Regions from separate parts of the Danio rerio genome. Here all the other regions are linked to region 3. Evidence: chromatin contacts called from public Hi-C and Micro-C data. All regions are on one chromosome and are shown on one strand. The core of a region is the stretch at or near the end of the contact, and the rest is flanking DNA. Distances in the headings are between cores, read along the strand shown. Region 1 holds the start of galnt12 (UDP-N-acetyl-alpha-D-galactosamine:polypeptide N-acetylgalactosaminyltransferase 12). Region 2 has its middle 28 kb from the start of pex1. Region 3 holds the start of rp9 (RP9 pre-mRNA splicing factor). Region 4 holds the start of pex1 (peroxisomal biogenesis factor 1).

Region 1 (3,410 bases), core at 576-3,075, 140 kb after region 3:
CAGAGACATCAGAATGAAAACGTGCTTCAGAGTGCTCTTGACCTCAGACTGGGGTTGACCTCATTTTGGAATAAGGGTGTAACAAAAAATGTGTAAAAAGTGAAGCGCTATGAATACTTTTCGGATGCACTGTATATGGCTTTCATTAAAGATGACTTTAGTCTTTCCTATTGATCCAGAAGATATTTTCTTTTACAAATGTGATTTACATTTATATATTTTTTTGATGTTGTGAACTTTATCTTACTAATGAGTAAATATCCTATTCATAGATGTAAATGGAAAAAACGCAGGGCCTCTTTTAGGTGTTTTCTTTCTGAGGTAGGCTCAAAGCTTCAAATACTTCAGAAACCAAAATAAAATAACCGAAGCTCTTTGTATTCATTTTCAAAATATTAATTAAAATGCTTTTTTTCTTCCATTGATGTGTCTTTTGAACTGCTCCTAGTTGCAGTTGTTATCTATTTTTATTTATTAGTTTAAAAGTATTTATTATTAGTTGGTATTATTATTAATATTATTAGTTTTTAAAGGGAACAATTTTAATTTAATTTAACGGTAAACATGCCTTGCAATGTTGATTGTTCCATGTTTTGTGGTGTACAATTTTTGCAACAACAAAAAAAAGAAATGCCAAAAATGGTGTAATTATAACAGTATGATTATAAAAACATAAAACATATATTAAAACATATTTTTTTTGTTTTCCAAAAAATCGAAATAATCAAAAATTACTCTTCTATTTTGTTTTTCAGTAATGGCTAAAATCGTATAATGGGCTCTATAGTTAAGTTTTAAAGCCAACGATAAACTTGCGCTGAAAGCTTACTGTGACTATTTTCAGTTTCACAAGGTTGTTTTTACAGCATCGATGCATCGATGTTGTAATGTAATTTACAATACATTCAGTTAAATAGACTTAAGCATTTATTTCGTTGTTAAAGCGTAAAACGAGATAAAAGAGGGTTGTAACCACTAGTGTCGTCGGTAGCAACAGGCTAGCGCAGAAATTCCATTGAAAATACTGTGGAAAAATAAACTGTCATGTTTTAAAGATGGCGGCGGGGAATGGAATTTAATGCAGTGCTTCTTGTCTGATCTGAGACCCACTTTATATCTTATATCTATCAGGCAGTGAAGATTGCTGATTTTTTTTTTAAGAAATCAGATCTTAAATGTAACAATTTTGAAACGGAAAGACAGTTGACCAGAGGCTTTTGAGCTGCCTGGCTGAAAATGAAAAGTCAGTGTGCATAGCCCATTATAAAACCAAAGTATATAAAACCATAGCACTTTTTTGCTCTCCAAAAATTGCAGAAAAAATATTGTATAATGATAACTGCATTACATTTATTTGAGCATACAACAGTATTTTAATTTGTAAGTTAGCTTCTAGAATAAATTAGAATGATTGGATTTGTATTACATTGGCTGCTCAAAAACAGTCAAAATTTCTGGAAACCTGTTTGTTTACAAAACATTAGTCTGAAAAGTTTTACACATAGCCAACAAGTGTATTTTGAGATCCTTAAAACACTTGCAAAGTTTCATTTTCTTACAAAAGCATGTTGTCTTCAATGCTGTCATCTTATTTTTAACACAATTGATTTAAATTGCCTTAACGGAGTGTTAATTAGCTCTGCATGTGCTAATTTGTTAGGCTACTTCGGCTTCAGATATGAGGCTTGTTCACTTTCACATGTGTTTCCCATGTAGTTTCCGTTCACATGCTGGAAGCAGAAATATTCAGCTCGACTTGCCTCTTTTCTGAACTCCTCCCCTGATTGCAACCTACTATTGTCGCCGACGGAGCAAAACTCAACTCACCGCTAAAAAGTGTCCGAATCGCCGCCAGTGGGTTGAACTCCTCCCCGTCTGCAACCGGCTCGACCAGCCGACTCGTTCATGTCGATCTATTGATTACACCTCAACAAATTTGGCTTCAGCCACAGAATAAACTTTCTCTCTGCCTGGATTGTTTCACTTCAGTCGACTTTAAAATGAAATCTGGCACTTTTAAAACAAGCTCCTCTCACCCGGGCGAACTTTTTCCGAACTCTTCATGAAACTGAACAGAAACGGTTTGAGGAAACCGAACGATACGGACACATTATGGCAATATGTGGCAGACGGAGTCGCTCCAAGTTTATCCTGTACATTGTCGGTGCTTTTGTAGTGGGCTATTTAGTATTTCACAGGAACACGCAGAGTGATGTGGGACTGGCGAAAATAAGAGAAGTGCCAGACGAGCACAAAAATGTGGACGAGCAGTTTCTGAAGAGACCTGTTTACGAGAAGCCTGCTTTAGATGTAAACGCGCTGGGAGAGATGGGCAGAGCTGTTAAACTGGACCTGAGTGGGGAAGAGAAGCGAGAGGAAGAGGAGAGCATCAAAAAACATCAAATAAACACTTATGTGAGCGATAGGATATCTTTACACCGCAGACTGGCTGAAAGATGGAACCCTCTGTAAGTGGTTGTCAAGTTGCTTTGACAGATATTTCAACCTCTGCTGGTCATTGACTGGTTGGTTGTTGGTGTAATGGTATTAGCCTACTGGATCTGGGCTTATTTGTATAGGACCAGGATGTAGAACAGGATACAGGGTAACTTTGTTTGGTTTAATCCATGACGAACCGTTGGGAAGTGTGGAAAATGTATGTTTTGTAAACAGTCCCCGTCCCCAGTGTCTTATGTGCGATTACTGATATAGGGAACGTCTATAAAGTTTTAAAGGTGTAGAAAAGCGTTCAGTCTTGTATGAGTGTGCAGTTTACATTTAGTTTTGTCATAAACCTTATACATAAAGTGTTTTTGATTTGTTATTACTCCCAAAATTGTTACTGAATTTGTAAAATAATGAAACATAACCTAATAATTATACAGTTAATCAATTATTATGATAGTAATATGGAGTTCCTAACTCCAAAACAAAGTTTGTTTCATAGAGGCTGGGTTTTTGTAGTTAACTAAAACTGAAATCCTAATTAGAATTTTATAAATATGTTCCAGTTTATTATAAAAGTATAATTTAATTTGCTTTTTATGTTGTTTTTGCATATTTAGTAAATTAAGCCCTTTATATTTAATGCTCATGATGATTAAAATGCATTGGTGCCACATACTTAATTATTTGTATTTGAATAAAACTATTATTTTGGCTGCATGATACATGAAAAAATGTGACATTGCGATATACATATTTTTTATATTTTATTTTTTATTTTATATTGTGATATGAATACGATGATTTGAATAGCTCCATTTGGAATGAAATCATTAACTTAGATTGCAATATTGGTGTAGAGGAGGTAATCAAACAAACTACAAGTGTAAATAGATAAGATAAAGCAAAGATAAAAGTAAATAAGTAGTCAGATATTCAGGTACAGTAATACGATACGATAATTT
Region 2 (3,197 bases), core at 465-2,964, 210 kb before region 3:
ACCCCATTTTTTTGATTGGAAAACCATGACAGCATTTAATCCTGCATTTTTGATTGTTGGTGGTTTTTGGTGGTTTTCCCTGATGGAAGAGGTACAATTTGTAATTTTTACTGTTGAGCATCAGTTGGCACCATGAACCCTTTAGATAGGCCTCTGCAAAAAAAAAAAAAGAAAAAAAAAAAAGGATTACTTTCTGGATTTTATATGGAGTAAAAAAACACATTAAAGTGTGTGTATGTATGTCTGTGAGTGTGTGAGGGTGACCTTTGAGCACTTACCTGAATGTGTCTGAGAAAATCTAAATTTGCAACTACGCTCTCAGAACTACATGGAGTAAATAAAAACAAAGACTGTATTTATGCACCACCAAATGTTTTTATAATGGAAGTCAATGGAGAAAAAATGGCACCAACAGTAAATTACAGAGGAACAAATGAAAATCTTGCAATGCATCAAAGCCAATGTTGTTAGTAATCATTCACATGTGCAAGACTGTGATAAAAGGAAAAAAGGTCCAGTCCACAATTACCTTTTATATTGAAAATATGTCATTTTGTGTTTTTGTGTTTTGTGTTTTTATCACTAAATCAGTGACATCATTTATGAGTTTTGCAATTAAAGAGTTATAATACTGTCATCTTCTAAGCAATTTAGTAGCTTTGATCAGGACTGAGCTTGATTAACAGATTTATGCAAAAAAAATTGAAAAACAAAATATTAATCTGATGCAGTTTTTTTTTTTTTGCAGTAGTTTAATTAAGTGAATGTTTTCATCCCTAACATAAAAGAGAAGTAAATTTGAACAGTGCACAAGGGTTAAGCAAGCACAATAATCGCATGTCAAAATGAAAAACAATATTATTTTGGCATGTTATTCCCTTAAAACAAGACTATATATTTTGCTTGTCTAGTAAATGAGTCTTGATTTAATAAATATTTGGACTAGAGAAGAGACAGAAGTAAGAAAAGCCTTATTTTTGCAATAAAGCAACAGTATTTTTGTTTCATTCCACGTAACAACCTTATCTATTGCAATACTGTATACCCACTACAGTTTTCCTCCCCTCCACAATCAAATATTGGTTCCATTTAATTCTGAAATTAAATCATTCTTGTGGGATATGGTTCAAATTGGCTATTTCTTTATAGTCTGATGTTGGTTTAAGTAAGGCTTACATTTAAATGTGCTGTTAATTGAATGAATGGTCCCGAGAATTAATAGACATGGGCATAAAAATGTCCACACTTGCTCTAGCGTCCTCATCAAAAGATGCATTCCATAACCTGTAGGTGGCAGTATAATCCTATAATCCAAAAGCCAGTTAGCTTGTTGAGAAAGTCCTACAGTACATGGTTACTTCTCGATCTGTATTCAGAAAGACCAACTGTATGTGTCCTCTTTGTAGAAGAGAAGAATCCTCTATTTCATCAGCCTCAAAGGCCTTCGGCTTATTCTGTGGAAAACTGACATCTCCAGACCCCTAGGACCCGAGCTCTCCTAAATTGATTTTTCAATATTCTTTTAGTCTTCAGTGCCACCTGGAGCTACAGCTGTCTCTGCAGCAGTTATCATTCCAGCACTTTCTCAATGTGGTCCTCAAAAGAGCTGAATTTCCTTCTCACACTCTGTTTAATTCTGTTGTAAGACGCACCACAACCTGTACATCTACAGCTTGATGCAGCACTTTCTGCGAAGGTAAATATAGACGGTCTTTGTTCTGACTCCTGCTGTTAGCATTTTATGGGCTTGCGCTAAAGAGCACGGGAGCCCCATTCAACCATATCTCAGCCAAAACAGAGTCAAAACAAGTGACATCATGGGACTAGAATAGAATAAGTAAGCACCGCCACCATGAGAGAGCTAAAGTCTAAAACGGGAGAAGTAAAATTGCTCTAAGCAAGATGTGTCAGTTACTACATATCAGCATCTTTTATTGCGCTCTAGCTAGCATCAGTGTAGATGTGTTTTAAATGTGATTTTAAAGGGTTAGGTCAGCTATAAATGAAAAAAATGCTGCTAATTTATTCACCCTCGGGTCTTTTAAGGTGATTTCTGTCTTTTGTAGGGCTTCTTAGCAGGAATTGCAATTAATAAACTGCCAAGGCAACACCAACCAGCACAAAAATAATGTAAAATAATGAGTAAAATAATGGCTCTACCTGTGGCTCCGTATGATACATTCAGACCTTATATGAAACAAAACGATATTGTGCAAGAAACTTACTGTACATTGTTACTACCTTGATAAATATTAATGTTTTCTTCACTGCGTAGTGTCAGCCTTTGTGTGACTATGTAGCCTGAGTACTACCCCATAAATGAGATGGTATTTAAATTCGGTAATCCTAATTCAAAATGTGTCTTCTGTAACTTAAGAATCGAATCGATTCTTTTTGTCAAATACTGCTCACACAAATGTGTTTTGGTCTGATTTATCCGTCTAATTTTTTATCAAAATGTAAGTTTAACGCTGATTTTTCCATGTGTAATATAATTTGTTACTTTTCTCATGACAAACATAACAGAATTTATGGGCAATTTATTTATTTTATTGGGTAAATAATATATTTTCAAATGTAAATTTTTCTTCATTATACCTAAGTTGCAGAATTTTCTTTGGGACTTAATTTGTTAATTATTACATTACATTTACACAATGTTAACTGCAAAAAAAGTGTTAAAACTGTGAAACTTTATAAGGACTTAGTTAATATTATTTAATTTGATAGTTTGCCTCTGTACCCTGTTTTTTATATTTTTTTTTATTTTTTATTATCATTATTCATTTTACTTGTTTATTATTGTACTTGATGTCATCCATAGTTATGGTCAATATGATTGTATGGTTGAAACACAATAAAATGTAGCCTGAGTAGTACTATATTAAAAAGTATCACGACTCACGAGACAGATCCTCGTTTTCCAGGCTGTCACAGGTCTTTTTTGGAAAAGCTAAAGAATTTGTGAACAAAAAAAAATTTAGTTTAGTTTTATGAGAGCTTTTTAAATGTAATATTTTTTTTATTTACATTTTTTATTACTATTTTTTATTTATTTATTTTTTAATCCTTCCTCAGACAAAAGACTTTGGTTTGAAGAGAACCTTCTTTTCTGTCGAAATATTGTTTTTCATAACCGAAATGGCCTGAAATGCTAATATAGGCTACATTTAAAACTCAGTATGAGAATGAGTCAA
Region 3 (3,250 bases), core at 273-2,772:
AAAGCTGCCGACCAAACTTGCGCTTGATGCAGACGTATAAATCAGCCTTAACTCTAGCACTTCATTCTCTTAGAACTAGAGTTCCTTTGTATAATTAGCACTTCATCTTTATATTGCCTAAAAGTGTCTGCTAAATGACTACATGTAAATGTTACATCTGTGTCTCTAAGAGACACAATAGCATGTCTTTCCTAAATGAATCACTTGTTAAATAAATCTTTTGAGAAAATGATTCAATGATCCATTCATAAAGACTATTCATAATCTCTAAAAGTAACATTCACTTTGAATGAATCGTTTGATTATGAATAAATGATTCAATTAACCACTCATTTAGTTAACACAACACCATTTTTAACACAAAACAAACAATGTCATCAGTTTCGGTTGTTCCTTTACATGAAGTGTCTGAACCCTATACTATCTCTACATAATAATAATTAGATTTTGTGAAAACGACATTGTGCAGAAGTATATTATACATTGCATTAATAGGTATGATCAAAAATCCAACAGAAGACTACACAACACATGCGTGCACAGTATTACAAAATTTAAATATGATATTGATTATTTCCCTACTGAAAAAAACAGCTAAAACCAGCCTAGGCTGGTTGACCATGGACCGTTTCCAGCTATTTCCAGCCTGATCTTACCTGGTCAGGCTGGGAGATGACCAGATAAAAACAGCTTGACCAGCCTAACCAGGCTTGGAGCCCAGCCAAAACCAGCTATGCCAAGCTTATACCAGGCTGGTCAAGCTGGTCATTTTCCAACCTAAACAGCTAAGACCAGGCTGGAAATCCCTCTAAAACCAGCCTAGATTGGTTTACGCAGTTTTTTTCAGCAGGGGTGGCATGCGTAATATTGCGATTTTAGTTATTTTGTTCCTGAATGAATTTTAAATTATCCTGTGTTGCTTAGTTTTCTAAACGAGTCAGGCATCTTAAACAAATCATCTGAATGAATGAATAATGAATCGCTTATAAACTATATGGTGATTTTTTTTGTAAATATCGCACAACCCTAAGTTGTAAGATTTTCAACTTATCATCAACTCAAAGTATGACAACAATGGAAGACATCACCAAACCTTTATAAAACCAGGAGGAGCATTTTCATAGCTGAAAGGGAAAGGGGGAAAATAGTCAGAGGTATACAAGAGAAAACATGTAAAACTTGTCATTACAGAACATTTGAGCAGTTTAGATCGCGAACAGCTTTCTTCATAAGCACCACTGATGCCAAACTAATATAGTACAATTAAGTTACTTACAAAGTCTCCACATGCTTGAGTTTCTGCACCTCATGGATCAGTTTTTTGGTTTGGTGCTTGTATTTATCTTCATCTTGTCTTGTCTCCTTGTGTTTCTTTCGTTCACGTTTGTCCTCGCTGTGCTCTCGTCTTCGTTTGCGGTCCGACATTGTACACTTATTGAGGATTGCTACTTTTGAATGTATAATCACATCTTAGGTTAAAAACTTAGAATGTTTGTTTAGTTGTGGCTGCAAAGGCACATATGAAAGTCTGTTTGACCACTTCCGGTTGACGGAGGACGTTGTTGATGTCAAAATAAAAGTCTGCTAATATCTAAAAACTTAAAAGAAAAGAAATATATTGAGTTTGTATGAATGTTTGGAAGGGCATCCGCTGTGTAAAACAAATGCTGGATAAGTAAAACATTGCGACCCTTCACGAATAAAAGAACAAAGCCGAAGGAAAATGAAATGAGGATATATTGGGATGTGACATAACTTACTAAAATGTTTCAATAAAAAGATTCAGTGTTTAAGAGCTCTTTGGCTTCACTAGAAATTCTCAAGAAGAAACTGTTTGACCGAATATGTCACATTCATAAATGTAAGTTTACTCGTCAAAATGATTTTGTTGACAGAAATAAGGTTGTACATACACAGTAAACAATGCTGCGTCCCACAAAATTCTTTCTTTTAATTGTTTTTACAAATTTAAGCGAATTAAGCATAAAACAAGTCGTCCACCCAAAATACTTGATTCAGCTCATTCTAAATGATTAGTTTGAACAAGTACCAAAAATCCGTTTTTTGAGTGTAGGCAGTATGATACACTTATTTTATATATTTTAACCAGGTTTTGCTGGTTGCTACGGCGTTTTGTCTGTTAAGGTGTTGCTAGGCAGTTGCTTAGGTGTTCTGAGTGGTTGCTCGGTTACTAAGTCATTCATTTCTAGGTTGTTCCAGGTAGTTGTTAAGATATTGCTAGGTGGTTGCTAGGTTGACCACTGAGCGGTTGCAAGGGCATTGCTAGATGTTTGCCGGATGTTTGCTAGGTTGTTCTGGGTGGATGCTAATGCATTGCTAGGATGCTCTATGTGGTTAATAAGGTGTTGCTTGGTAGTTGCTAGGGTGTTCTGAATGGTTGAAGAGGTGTTGCTAGGGTGGTCTGAGTGGTTGCTAAGGCATTGCTAAGCGGCTGCTAAGGTGTTCTAGGTTAGGCTAAGGTGTTGCTAAATGGTTGCAAGGTGTTTGCTAGGGTCTTCTGAGTGATTGCTAAGGTGTTGCTTGGCATTTGGTATAGTGTTCTGATTGGTAGATGCTTGCTAAGATATTGCTAGGTGGTTGCTAGGGTGTTCTAAGTGGTTGCTAAGCAGTTACTAAGGCATTGCTAGGCGGTTGCTAGGGTGTTCTGACTGGTTGGTAGGTGGTTGCTAACATAAACGATCATGTTCTAGCATGAATAAGCATGTTGCTAGCATGTTTCTAGCATGTTTCTAGCATGAATTAGCATGTTTTAGCATGGTTCCAGTATGAATTAGCATGTCTCTAGCATGTTTCCAGATTTTTAGTCTGTATGGATTATTATGTTGTTAGTGTGTTCAGTGTAAAGCAGGGGTGTCCAAACTCGGTCCTGGAGGGCTGGTTTAGCTCCAACCCTAATCAAACACACCTGAACCAGCTAATCAAGCTCTTACTGGAAATACTAGAAACCTCCTAGCAGTTGTGAGGCAAGTTGGAGCAAAACTTAGCAGGACACCGGCTCTCCAGGACTGAGTTTGGACACCCCTGATGTAAAGTCAATGGCAGGTTTTTATAATGGAAGTCTATGGGACACTTGTTAGGGTGCCATAAGTAGTTGCTAGGGTGTGGCTAGTAAGTTAAAAGGTTATCCGAGTTACATGAGCCCAACTTTAGGTCTGTATGACAGTCTGCTTCAAAGTTATCAGGTCATAAAGTTTGGTCCAATGTTAAGTCTATGGGACTTTTCTGAATT
Region 4 (3,451 bases), core at 574-3,073, 240 kb before region 3:
AAGGTATAATATCAGAATGATATAATAAGTATAAATCATAATTCGGTATGGGACGATAACCGTTTTCAAGGTATACCGCGTTTTGGAAAAGTCAAGTTTTTAAAACCCTTCAAAATTTTCTGCATTACCGTTCTTTTTTTTATAAGACAGCAGTATCTTCAGCAGAAAAAACATTCTGTTTTAAATTGTAAAAAAAAAAATCTGTTTTTGAAACAAATAAAAACATTAGAAGTCAATTATTTATTTAGCCATGTTTACTGTTCAAAAATATTTAAAATGTTTCTCAAAACAAAATATAATGTGCTTAAAAGGGAAACAAGTTTTATATATATATATATATATATATATATATATATATATATATATATATATATATATATATATATATATATATATATATATATATATCCCCAGTCTAACGGAAATAAAACAAAATACACTTTTTAGTGATTCTTTTGTTAAACTTTGTCCATGTGTGTCCTTAGATTTCAAATACAATACATATTTTTAAAGACTGTTTTATTAAATAGATTTTTTTCCTTCTGAGCCATAAATTTCCAGTAGCACTTGTAAACAATAAAACACACATTCTATTACTACAGTTTCTATTGTCATAAATAATTTGCCTTGCCTAGTAATTTTATAAAACATTTTTTTTAACTAAAACATGATTTTTTGACTGTTAGCATATTTTCTGAATTATGCAATGACAAAGACAAAAATAATTGTAAACTTTTTTACCCGAGTTCATATATGAGCGCATATTTAATTAAATAAGTCTCCATTAGCATATTTAAACATTTTATAAAACTTGTAAAAGAGAATATCATTGCAAATCCTAATGTGATCAATCAACAGGGGAATTATTAGCCTATTCGCCTGCAGTGCTTAACGCTTATTAAATCCTCTGCAGGGAAATCTCTGTCTAATAAATATTTAATTCTACATATAAAAGTGACTTATAAAAACTCTTACCTTGCAGGTCTTTCTTTTCCTTGCGATGCTGTTTGGCTAACTGCTCCTCTGCTGTCTCCACTTCCTCCATGACTAAATGTGATATATATTCTGAACAACAGCGCAAATAAAGCTAAACGCCAAATACACCATTCACTGATATTTTAACTTATCGCTCAACAAGATTTACAATAGCTTTAGCACGTAATAATCAGTTCAGATCATAATAATCAGTCATGATAAACATACGCATGGATTCAATGGGAGCACAGACATCCGGGAATAAGACATTTCAAAATAGAGGTCTAGAAACCGGGGTAGTTTTCTCTTTGATACTTTGACATAAAGCAATATCTAGTCATTTACAAAATACTAATATAAAATAAAATTGTATTTATACAGTGTCTTAAAAACTATCTTGCTTGATTTATTTAAAGCAAATTATAAACAAGTGTAATTATTTTGAAATAATTTTCAAGCGTCAAGAGGGTAGCCATCACCATTTTTTATGAGCATATTTAGCGCGACTTCTTTCATATATTATCTTTTTGTAAGTAGATCGTTGTGGATTGCAGTTATTAAGTAATGGTGTATTTTTTTTTAGTTTGACAGTTTGGTCATACTGAACTAAAAAACGAGCAGTATTTCCACTTTCTGTTCGTTTCCACAGCGAGATCTGGCAACACTGCCAGACTCAGCTAATCGAAAATGTACAGCGCTTACGATTTATCGACACACTTGTACTTATAATGTCTGACGTACAGTTCATGCTGACACCTCTAGCGTACTGGCTTTAACACCGCCTCAAAATAACGTAGAATAAGGGACAGTTTTTTAGCAGGAGCGAGGTTTCTGCAGCCTCGCAGGCAATGTTGGGAAGCCAGGGGATTCAACCTGTCACGTTAGTCTTTAATAACTCCAAGAACTGTTTTCTTCACCTGTCATCAAACTTCGCTACTCATCTCTGTCTGCATGAGGTTTGTGTTCTGCTAGCAGCATTATAATACATACAAAACATATGCTAGCATTGTCCTGTATGATTGAACTCTGTTATAAGCAAGTGCTAGAAGTTTTTCTTGTCTAACACTATTGTGAATTCAGAACCAGATTTTGGAGCTGTCATGGGGTGTTTCTGCACCGGTGTTCCTCAGCTGGATCAGGTCCAGGTCTTCAGGTCCAGAGGACAGGGTTGAGATCAGCCGACAGCTGGGAGAGAAGCTTGGGCTCAGAGATGGAGAACAGGTTGGTCACTGGCTAAAAGAATGGTCCACCAAAAAGATTATTCTGTCAGAAATGTACACATCTGCATGCATTTCTTTTACCAAACTTAAAAAGAAAAGATTTTTAGGAATGCTGCTAACCAAAAAAAAAAATAAAAATTAGAGCAAGAAGTAAAATGGCAAGTTGTAAAAGTTTGGAACAACACGAATGTGAGTTAAAGAGTTCATTCATTCATTTTCTTTTCAGGTTAGTTCCTTTATTAATCTGAGGTCACCAAAGCGGAATGAACCGCCAACTTATCCAGCATATGTTTTACGCAGCGGATAGTTAAAGAGTTATACAGTATAATCATAATATTCATTTTATTATGTGTTACATATGGTGACAATGTGATTTGTGTGGGTGTCAGTGTTCTCAGCCAGGTGTGTAAATTAAAATATAAATTAAAACTATTTATAATCAGACTAAACAGGCATTAAAATGAACACAAGAATTACAAAATTAAGAAATTAAGAATTAAATTTCTTAATTAAGTTTAACATTTGTATATTAAAAAATGACTATACCTGTATGAGGAAGTCTAGTCATACTCTAGACCTTGATAATTCTCATAAATTATTAAACTGTTATTCCAAAATAAATTGTTAGTAACAAATATATTATGTTTAGATTGAAGATTGAAATATGTTATTGTGTTTAGATTAAATACCATTTTCCTTATTTATTAAATCACAAACAACTGGAAAATAAATTTGAATAATTAAAGTCATATAACACCAGAATTTTCACAGATGGATATACTCTTTTGTATAATGCCAAAGATTAACCCTATAAAAGTCATAACTGTAGCCCTTTAAAGATGTGTATCCTTAACTCTAATCCATTAAATTTTAATCATGATATTTACAAATAAAGTCTCTGGACTCAAAACAAACTCAAAAAGTTTGAGAACCACTGATTGGGATACTTTTAATATGGTTTTGTTGTGTTTTAGGGGTATCTTCGGCCCTGTCTTCAGGTGCAGTCAGTGCAGCAGGTGTCTGTTGAGCCTCTGTCACCGGATGACTGGGAGATCCTGGTAAGTTCATATTGAGTTCACCATGATATATATAATATAATGATCTGATATCTAGAAACTATATTCAGTCTCTAGATGTTCTGAAAGTGATGTGTGCATTTTAATGCATATAACTTGGGCCCTGTTTCTACCTGGTATTAGTATGCTTTCAATTAAACTTTTTAAAGAGACGATTTTTAATACTTGCGTCTATTTTTT

Evidence for each region. A called contact is a pair of places that touch in the nucleus more often than the background predicts.
Region 1: a contact with region 3 is called in a Micro-C map of caudal fin, with 4 times the contacts expected there. The contact joins the promoter of galnt12 here to the promoter of rp9 in region 3. A contact is called at or near these places in 3 of 18 Hi-C or Micro-C datasets (caudal fin, hematopoietic stem cells and an unstated tissue).
Region 2: a contact with region 3 is called in a Micro-C map of caudal fin, with 4 times the contacts expected there. The contact joins the enhancer-like site here to the promoter of rp9 in region 3. A contact is called at or near these places in 3 of 18 Hi-C or Micro-C datasets (caudal fin, hematopoietic stem cells and an unstated tissue).
Region 4: a Hi-C map of an unstated tissue shows a contact between it and region 3, with 4 times the contacts expected there. The contact joins the promoter of pex1 here to the promoter of rp9 in region 3. A contact is called at or near these places in 1 of 18 Hi-C or Micro-C datasets (an unstated tissue) and 1 of 4 datasets of contacts at active chromatin or transcription factors (embryo).

The regions. Positions count from the first base shown.
Region 1 is chr19:36,676,008-36,679,417 of GRCz12tu, forward strand. It overlaps galnt12 (UDP-N-acetyl-alpha-D-galactosamine:polypeptide N-acetylgalactosaminyltransferase 12), which reads left to right and starts at 1,826. Exons shown (of 10, transcript XM_683102.7): 1 at 1,826-2,468. The coding sequence starts at 2,113.
Region 2 is chr19:36,327,262-36,330,458 of GRCz12tu, forward strand. No RefSeq gene overlaps it. Among named protein-coding and RNA genes, the nearest start is that of pex1, 28 kb to the left of the region's middle. Within about 2 kb of position 1,715, at least 16 of the 62 cell types and tissues checked have an H3K27ac peak or open chromatin away from gene starts, as enhancers often do. A contact at or near this core is called in caudal fin, where this site is marked.
Region 3 is chr19:36,539,832-36,543,081 of GRCz12tu, forward strand. rp9 (RP9 pre-mRNA splicing factor) reads right to left here and starts at 1,523. Exons shown (of 6, transcript NM_001007353.1): 1 at 1,277-1,523; 2 at 1,094-1,124. The coding sequence starts at 1,425.
Region 4 is chr19:36,299,257-36,302,707 of GRCz12tu, forward strand. pex1 (peroxisomal biogenesis factor 1) reads left to right here and starts at 1,824. Exons shown (of 24, transcript NM_001170835.1): 1 at 1,824-1,931; 2 at 2,056-2,196; 3 at 3,170-3,253. The coding sequence starts at 1,824. otud6b (OTU deubiquitinase 6B) reads right to left here and starts at 1,213. Exons shown (of 7, transcript NM_200225.1): 1 at 976-1,213. The coding sequence starts at 1,045.